Linked DNA regions of Pan troglodytes: region 1 is linked to region 2. A link is a contact called in public HiChIP or PLAC-seq data. All regions are on one chromosome and are shown on one strand. Each heading gives the region's core, a stretch centred on a gene start, on an enhancer-like site or on the middle of the called end of the contact. The rest is flanking DNA. Distances are from core to core; before and after follow the strand shown.

Evidence for each region. HiChIP or PLAC-seq counts read pairs in DNA pulled down with a chosen protein or histone mark.
Region 1: a contact with region 2 is called in an H3K4me3 HiChIP or PLAC-seq map of stem cell-derived excitatory neurons, with 4 times the contacts expected there. The contact joins the promoter of H2BC11 here to the promoter of H2BC6 in region 2. A contact is called at or near these places in 1 of 7 Hi-C or Micro-C datasets (induced pluripotent stem cells) and 1 of 1 datasets of contacts at active chromatin or transcription factors (stem cell-derived excitatory neurons).

What each region holds. Positions count from the first base shown.
Region 1 is chr5:33,098,442-33,102,824 of NHGRI_mPanTro3-v2.0_pri, reverse strand. It overlaps H2BC11 (H2B clustered histone 11), which reads left to right and starts at 3,002. Exons shown (of 4, transcript XR_008548791.2): 1 at 3,002-3,385. It overlaps H2AC11 (H2A clustered histone 11), which reads right to left and starts at 2,680. Exons shown (of 1, transcript XM_063812256.1): 1 at 455-2,680. The coding sequence starts at 2,680. The coding sequence ends at 2,288.
Region 2 is chr5:32,150,282-32,154,265 of NHGRI_mPanTro3-v2.0_pri, reverse strand. H2BC6 (H2B clustered histone 6) reads right to left here and starts at 1,867. Exons shown (of 1, transcript XM_016955024.3): 1 at 959-1,867. The coding sequence starts at 1,824. The coding sequence ends at 1,444.

The DNA.
Region 1 (4,383 bases), core at 1,753-4,252, 950 kb before region 2:
AGACAGGGCAGTTCAAAAATGAGTAAAATTATTGGGTTACACAGTATAAAAATCCATCAAAAAGCCAAATATTTTACTATTTGGGGGGCCTCTCAAGTACCTATTTTTGCTAGATATTGTCAGCACTTGTTTCTGTTCCAAAACATCGTATTTATACTAGGATTGGAAGTAGTTATATTTTAAGAACAAGAAACAGAAACAGTAAAAGGTTATGAGATGTCAGTAGACTAAGTGCTAAAGAAATTCCAGATAGGAAGAGGAGGTATCTAGAGAAAAGGAGCTGAAAAGAAATGGGGTAGGTTGACCAAATTTTAGAGCAAGAGTTTTTAACCTGAGGTCCGTACTTATATGTCACAATGCCCCTAAGGAAAAAATTCAGCAATTGGAGGGTGTTGAAGGGGAAGTCCGTGAGTTTGGGTAGTAAAATATCTATTTTTAAAAACTTAACCTTGACTGAACTTGAACATTTCACTTTATTATGAATTTAGGCCACAAATCTCAGTACCTGTTACTTTGTAACCCAAAAGACATTAGATGTTTCATTTCTCATTACAATTGCTGAGTTATCGTGAAACATTTTTACTCCTCTAGTAACAGCAATTAGGCTCACCAAATCATGTAATGTGTTAACTATATTAACAATATAACTATATAGTCTCATTTATCACTATGAAGTTTTAAAAATACTTTGATAACTGTAATTTAACTTTGTTTGGCATTTTATATACTTAAAACATCATTCTGAGATTTTCCATGTTACCAGACAGCCAAAAGTGTCTACAATACACAAGAAAAATGAGTTAACGTCTTCTTCTTAAGATTACATCAGAGTGGGCCGGGCGTGGTGGCTTACGCCGGTAATCCCAGCACTTTGGGAGGCTGAGGCCGGTGGATCACGAGGTCAGGACATCAAGACCATCCTGGCTAACACGGTGAAACCCCGTCTCTACTAAAAATACAAAAAATTAGCCGGGCATGGTGGGAGACGCCTGTAGCCCCAGCTACTCAGGAGGCTGAGGCAGGAGAATGGCGTGAACCCGGGAGGCGGAGCTTGCAGTGAGCCGAGATAGCGCCACTGCACTCCAGCCTGGGCGACAGAGCGAGACTCCGTCTCAAAAAAAAAAAAAAAAAAAAAAAAAATTACATCAGAGTTCAGTGAACAGAGGGAGGAGGCACAATTGTGCAATCTTGGCATGAGTATTCCTTATTTAGCTACAACACCAAAAGTTATTTGCACTACCGTAGTAAATAACCCTCCTCTACAGAAAACTGCCAGTCTTGCTAGGAGGCCTCAGTTTGTGTGAGGAACGCCCAATACCCTGTACTTTTCTAATAGTCATAAACATTTCTAATATTTCTAATGTACATTTCTAATACTCATCAACATTTGTTGAACCATATTATAATCCTCTATATATTTTCCCTCATATCTGTGAGGCAGACGTTTTAACAGTCTGTGTGCTAACACTTTACCTCAGATTTCTTCATGGGTTTTAAGGTTTATTATTAACTATCCTGTCAAGTTCTTCTAGGTAAGCAACTTGGGATATTAGGCCTTTCCAAATGAGCCATCTTTCTTGGGCTCCAGATAACGTCATCCCAGTATTTTACTCACTTCATTTTAAAGGAATACTTTGCAACATGCAGTAGGGTGGGTAAGAGAATGCTTCACGGCTATCCATCAGGAAAGATGTGAGTCTCTGACAGAGCCTTTGCAGGGAGGTGGACTATTGTGTCACAAAGTTCTGCAGCCTCGCTCTCGTGCAGCGGCGTCACCGCCGAGCTCTCGCAGGAGCGGCAGCTTGCTGATCAGCAGCTCGGAGTTCTGGTAGCGCCGAACGTCGCGCAGGGCCACTGTGCCGGACACGTAGCGGCGGGACTTCTTCATGCCGCCCTGGCCCGCGTGGAACAGCTGTCTGCTAAATTCTAGCCCGGGCGATAACTCTTTTGGGCCAAAGTGCTTCAAGAACTCACGAAGCCACTGGTGCTCTGTGGACACATACTAAGTTTAAAATTAAGTAATGGCCTAAGAGATTTGTTCACATCTTAACTTTTAAGCGTGGTAGAATCTGGACCACCTTCCCTCTAGTTTTTCTTTTAAATCTGCGGTGTTCGCTACGCTGTTTTCAAAAAGATGGGTAACTTATGATTAGAGTCTTGTCCATGTCTCACTTTCTTTCACATGGAATAAATGTTAAGTTCTTTTAGAGAAAACGTGGGTGGCCCTGAAAAGAGCCGTTGGTTTGGACTCGATTTTACTTGAGCTGCCACAAACTAGTCCAGATAGTTACTTGCCCTTCGCCTTGTGATGGCTCTCAGTCTTTTTGGGCAGTAGCACGGCCTGAATGTTGGGCAGGACACCGCCCTGTGCGATGGTGACTTTGCCCAGCAGCTTGTTGAGCTCCTCGTCGTTGCGGATGGCCAGTTGGAGGTGACGCGGGATGATACGGGTCTTCTTGTTGTCGCGGGCCGCGTTGCCCGCCAGTTCCAGGATCTCGGCGGTCAGGTACTCCAGCACCGCTGCCAGATACACCGGCGCGCCGGCCCCGACCCGCTCGGCATAGTTGCCTTTGCGGAGCAGGCGGTGCACTCGGCCCACGGGGAACTGGAGACCGGCCCTAGAAGAGCGGGTCTTGGCCTTAGCGCGGGCTTTGCCTCCCTGCTTGCCACGTCCAGACATAGCTGCCGCAACTCACTACGAGCAACCACAAAGTGAAGGGGAAAGGCGGCGCTTTTTATAAACACTATTGGGCGCGAAAAAGAAGACGTGTTGTTGGTTAGGGCTGCAGTTTAATTTCAACCAATAGTAGTGCGTCTTCTGGATTTGCGAATCCTGATTGGGCAGACCTGACCTCTGACGTTACCCTGAATAACTACCAATCAGACACAAGACTTCAACTCTTCACCTTATTTGCATAAGAGATTCTATATAAAAGCGCCTTGTCATACCCTGCTCACGCTCTTTTTCCTTTTCGTTGGCGCTTTGTAGCTACACAGTGCTATGCCAGAGCCAGCGAAGTCTGCTCCCGCCCCGAAAAAGGGCTCCAAGAAGGCGGTGACTAAGGCGCAGAAGAAAGACGGCAAGAAGCGCAAGCGCAGCCGCAAGGAGAGCTATTCCATCTACGTGTACAAGGTTCTGAAGCAGGTCCACCCTGACACCGGCATTTCGTCCAAGGCCATGGGCATCATGAATTCGTTTGTGAACGACATTTTCGAGCGCATCGCAGGTGAGGCTTCCCGCCTGGCGCATTACAACAAGCGCTCGACCATCACCTCCAGGGAGATCCAGACGGCCGTGCGCCTGCTGCTGCCCGGGGAGTTGGCCAAGCACGCCGTGTCCGAGGGCACCAAGGCCGTCACCAAGTACACCAGCGCTAAGTAAACAGTGAGTTGGTTGCAAACTCTCAACCCTAACGGCTCTTTTAAGAGCCACCCATGTTCTCAAAGAAAGAGCTGGTGCTTGTATTCCTCCTCTGCTGGCCACTGACAAACCCTTGTAACTCGCTACTGTGTTTTTTAGTCTGAAGTAAAGGAGTTATTTAACTAATCCTTAATGACTTTTTTTTAGATCTGCCATTCTAATCTTAGAGTTAAGTAAGGAGATGGGAAATTTTCTATTATAAGTTCGAAACCAATTAAAATACGTTAGAAACCAATTAAAATACTCGTCGGTCCCCCGTCGGTTAGTGATTTGGAACAGTGCCAAGTTGCAGCGGTTGTCAGTTTGAATTTGCCCGGGCAACGCCCGCCCTTCCTCTGCATCCTGATTGGTTGTTGTATCCAGGAAGTCCACGGTCGGCTTGGGTGCGCCAAAGGAATCCAAACCCCGCCTTTATTTGGCCTTCCTTACAAACTCAGTAAACTGTTTCTCATTCTTTAGTATTTTATCGCTTTCGGGAAGGAGATTTATTTCTAATTAGTTTTCGTTGGATAGAGCGTTTTTTTTTTTTTTTTAAAGGGACCCTTTATGGCAACATAGTCTTTTTTTTTGTTTTTGAGAAGGAGACTTCCTCTGTCGCCCAGACTGGAGTGCGGTGGCGCGATCTCAGCTCACTGCAGCCTCTGCCTCCCGGGTTCCAGCGATTCTCCTGCTTCAGCCTTCCGTGTAGCTGGGATTACAGGCATGCGCCACCACGCCCGGATAATTTTTGTATTTTTAGTAGAGATGGGGTTTCACCATGTTGGCTAGGCTGGTCTCGAACTGACTTCAGGTGATCCACTAGCCTCAGCCTTAAAGTGCTAGGATTACAGGCATGAGCCATCAAGCCCGGCTACAACGGAATTTGAATGCCGTAGTTTTCAGCCTGAGAAAGATCAATGCTTTATTTCTGATTAGAATACTATTTTCCCTTTATGGTATATCTATATAAGCAAAGGCATTAG
Region 2 (3,984 bases), core at 618-3,117:
TGTCTGTCTTGCTCACTGAAGTATTTCAATGCCTGGCACAGAGGGAATGCAATCAATATTTGATGAAATACTGAATGAAATCCCTTCAACTACTCTCTGATTTGTTTATTGTATCCCCTGCTCCATTACTCCTGCCATTTCTTTGGCTTGAAACTTTATCCTCCTTCAACATCATTTCCCTCCACTGCATCAAGTCTCTTGCCACCAGAAGCATATTCCTAGAACTAGTTATAATTTTGTTAGTCCTTGCTCACAAGCTTTCTATAACTTTATTGTCTGCAAAATAAATCTAAACTTCATTGTTTGACATTCAGACTCTTCACAATCTTCTCCCACATCTTTATCACAAGAAAACTCCACGTGAGCAGGAGGCTTGGTTAGCATATTCTTTATCTCAGCAATCTCCTTTAACAAGCTCTCCAGGTGATTCTGATGCACACTGAAGTCTGAGAACCACTATTCTCAGTGCAAAAGTCCTCAGTACAAAATTCACTGCTTGGCACTTGAATATGAAGGAATGACTACCCATTTTCAACCTACTGGATATTCCTTCCATCCACCTTCGCCTGGAAGCTGCTTGTATCAGGCAGTGCAGATGCCTCCTCCCCAAAAGTCATTTCCCCTCCTTTCTTCCTAATACAACTTTCTTTGTTCCCTGACTTGTTCTCCAGAGAAGGCAGAGTTCCTTCTAGCCTCAGGGATCTGATTAATTTGACTACACCTATCCTAAAGATCACATGCCCCTTATTAATGATTGGATTGGGGATAGGTATATAGTCAGTTTTTGTGATTAGGAGAATCCTTAACAATGGAGACCCAACTTCTCTAAGAACATGATTAAGATGAGATGGGGATTGTCGATCAATGAACAATGTGTGTATGTGTGTTTGTGTGCGAGCGCGAGTGTGGTTGCACACTGAGAATTGTTCAAGTCTAATTGGTGAAACCAGACAGGTGAGGCGGTGGAGGGAAGAGGGTTTTATTTTTTCCTTTAGAACCTAAAATAAAAATCCAAATTAAGACCTTTTTGAAGTAATTGAGGAAAGGAAAAAAGCAAATTCAACATTAAGAACTACTTGAAAGCAGTAGTCTCTTCTCCTCCTTCCCCACCCCCGCTCCAGCCCCCCATAATATGGGCTTATTTAGTAAAACCCGTATTTTTAAGGACTCTTGAGAAACGAAGTTTCTCTTCGTAGAGCAAAACTATCAAATTACTATTGCCTCTTAGGTGCTATCGAGTGATACCTCATAAAACACGGAAACCAAAGTTTCATAAAGCCACCAGCCCAGACAGTGAGTGCCATTTTAAGTTTTAAAAACATGCTTATTTCAGCTGCAGGAGTTTCTAGTATCTTCACATGTCAGTATATAGCTCCAATTGTGAAAAGGTGAGTGGCTCTGAAAAGAGCCTTTGGGTTTACTAAGGCAGTTGCAGGGACAAGTTTACTTGGAGCTGGTGTACTTGGTAACGGCCTTGGTGCCCTCTGACACAGCGTGCTTGGCCAGCTCCCCGGGAAGCAGCAGGCGCACGGCCGTCTGGATCTCCCTGGAGGTGATGGTCGAGCGCTTGTTGTAATGCGCCAGGCGGGAAGCCTCGCCGGCGATGCGCTCGAAGATGTCGTTGACAAAGGAATTCATGATCCCCATGGCTTTAGAGGAGATGCCGGTGTCGGGGTGGACCTGTTTCAGCACCTTGTACACGTATACGGAGTAGCTCTCCTTGCGGCTGCGCTTGCGCTTCTTGCCGTCCTTCTTCTGCGCCTTGGTCACGGCCTTCTTGGAACCCTTCTTCGGGGCGGGAGCGGATTTCGCTGGCTCAGGCATGCTATCTGCTGTTCTGCAGGTAGGAAAGAAAATGAAATCTACATCTCCTGATCCTCGGAATTTGTAGACAACGTTATGTAAATGAAGATTTAGTTTCTCCATCTCTGATTCGTTATTTTGTCGGGAACTCTGCATGCAAATGAAGGAGCCTAGGTCTACTCTCCCATTGGTCATATCCTGAGAGCAGTTTTCGAGCGCGGGCCACCTAATTAACATTTTATATAACAAGTTCCTACCATTGCAAACAATTCAGATTAGTTTACTTATTTTAAAAACCAGAAGTTGCTCTCTTCTATGCTTTTATATGCCAGGGAGACAAAGCTCCTGGCGCAGTTACGTCTTCGAATTGAAAGGTCGGTTTAAAAGCTCCTGGAAAAGCTATGCCTTAACCTTCAGATGTAGATTCTGGAGCAGCAGGAGATACCTGAAGAACGGCAAGCTAGGCGACCGGCGATCACCCACACAATCCCGAGAAAAGTGTTTCCCACTTTTTACAGAATGCACAAACACATCGTGAAAATAAAGGGCAGGCAATAAAGCTCCGGAGAAAACAACAACAACAAAAAAGTAAATAGCATCTCTTGAAGAGAGCTAAGACAGGAAAGACTTTCTTAGCCAAAATGGCTACAGTCCTTAATGGAAAAGCAAGTCACACCTAGTTTAGCCCTACAACGAGGATCAGAAATAAATATTCCGTCTAATTAGTGAAAATATTTTTTAAAAAATTAAAATGAAAGCCTATTTAACAAACAGCTTTACTTTCAAGTTAGTATTATCTTTGGCTGAAGCCCGCTGCTTAGCTAACTTCAGTTTAAGAAACTGTTCTTCCTAAATTTGACTGTCCTTTTTAAGCCCCCACTCCTTCACCCCACGCTCCCCAGCCCCCTAGCCCTTCTCCTCTCCTGCCACCATTCCCACTTCCCGGGCCCTAAGTCTCCAGGAATGAAGGTGCTGCGCAAAAAGTATTCCGCTCTGTGGGTTAGCATCTAACAAAAGTGTACTCTGAATTTATTGTGTCTTATCTTTGTTTCACAAAATAATTTGTTTTTCTCACTTCAGTGATGACGAGAAAACCTTAAAATCTGTTTAACATCTTTTTTAATTTTCAATGTAGCTAATGTAGCAGTGTTCAGAATAATAGCTAATGTGCTTTATTTGTATTTATTTAATCAAAAAATCTTGGGCCGGGCGCAGTGGCGCAAGCCTGTAATCCCAGCACTTTGGGAGGCCGAGGCGGGTGGATCACCTGAGGGCAGGAGTTCGAGACCAGCCTGACCAACATGGTGAAACCCCGTCTCTACTGAATACAAAAACTTAGCTGAGTAGGGTGGCACACGCCTGTCATCCCAACTACTTGGGAGCCTGAGGCAGGAGAATCGCTTGAACACGGGAGGTGGGGGTTGCAGTGAGCTGAGACTGCACCGCTGTACTCCAGCCTGGGCAACCAGAGCAAAACTCCTTCTTAAAAAAAAAAAAAAAAAAAAAAGGGCTGGGCACGGTGGCTCACGCCTGTAATCCCAGCAGTTTGGGAGGCTGAGGCGGGCGGATCACAAGGTCAGGAGATCGAGACCATCCTGGCTAACACGGTGAAACCCTGTCTCTACTAAAAATACAAAAAATTAGCTGGGTGTGGTGGTGAGCGCCTGTAGTCCCAGCTACTCGGAAGACTGAGGCAGGAGAATGGCGTGAACCTGGGAGGCGGAGCTTGCAGTGTGCCGAGATTGGCACTGCACTACAGCCTGGGCAACAGAGCGAGACTCTGTCTCAAAGAGGGAGAGAGGAAAAAAAAAAAAAGGTCTGGCGTGGTGTCTCACTCCTGTAATCCCAACACTTTGGGAGGCCGAGGCATGCGGATCCCGAGATCAGGAGTTTGAGACCAGCCTGGCCAGTATAGTGGAACCCTGTCGCTGCTAAAAATACAAAAATTAGCCGGGCGTGGTGGCGCATGCCTGTAGTCTCAGCTACTTGGGAGGCTGAGGGAGATCCCGGGAGGCCGAGGTTGCAGTGAGCCGAGACCGCACCATTGCACTCCAGCCTAGGTGACAGAGCAACAGCAAGACTCCATCTCAAAAAACAAAACAAAACAAACAAACAAAAAAACATGTGATATTACTTTTGTTCTCATTTAACAGAAGGGGAAATTAGAGTACCCAAGTTGCG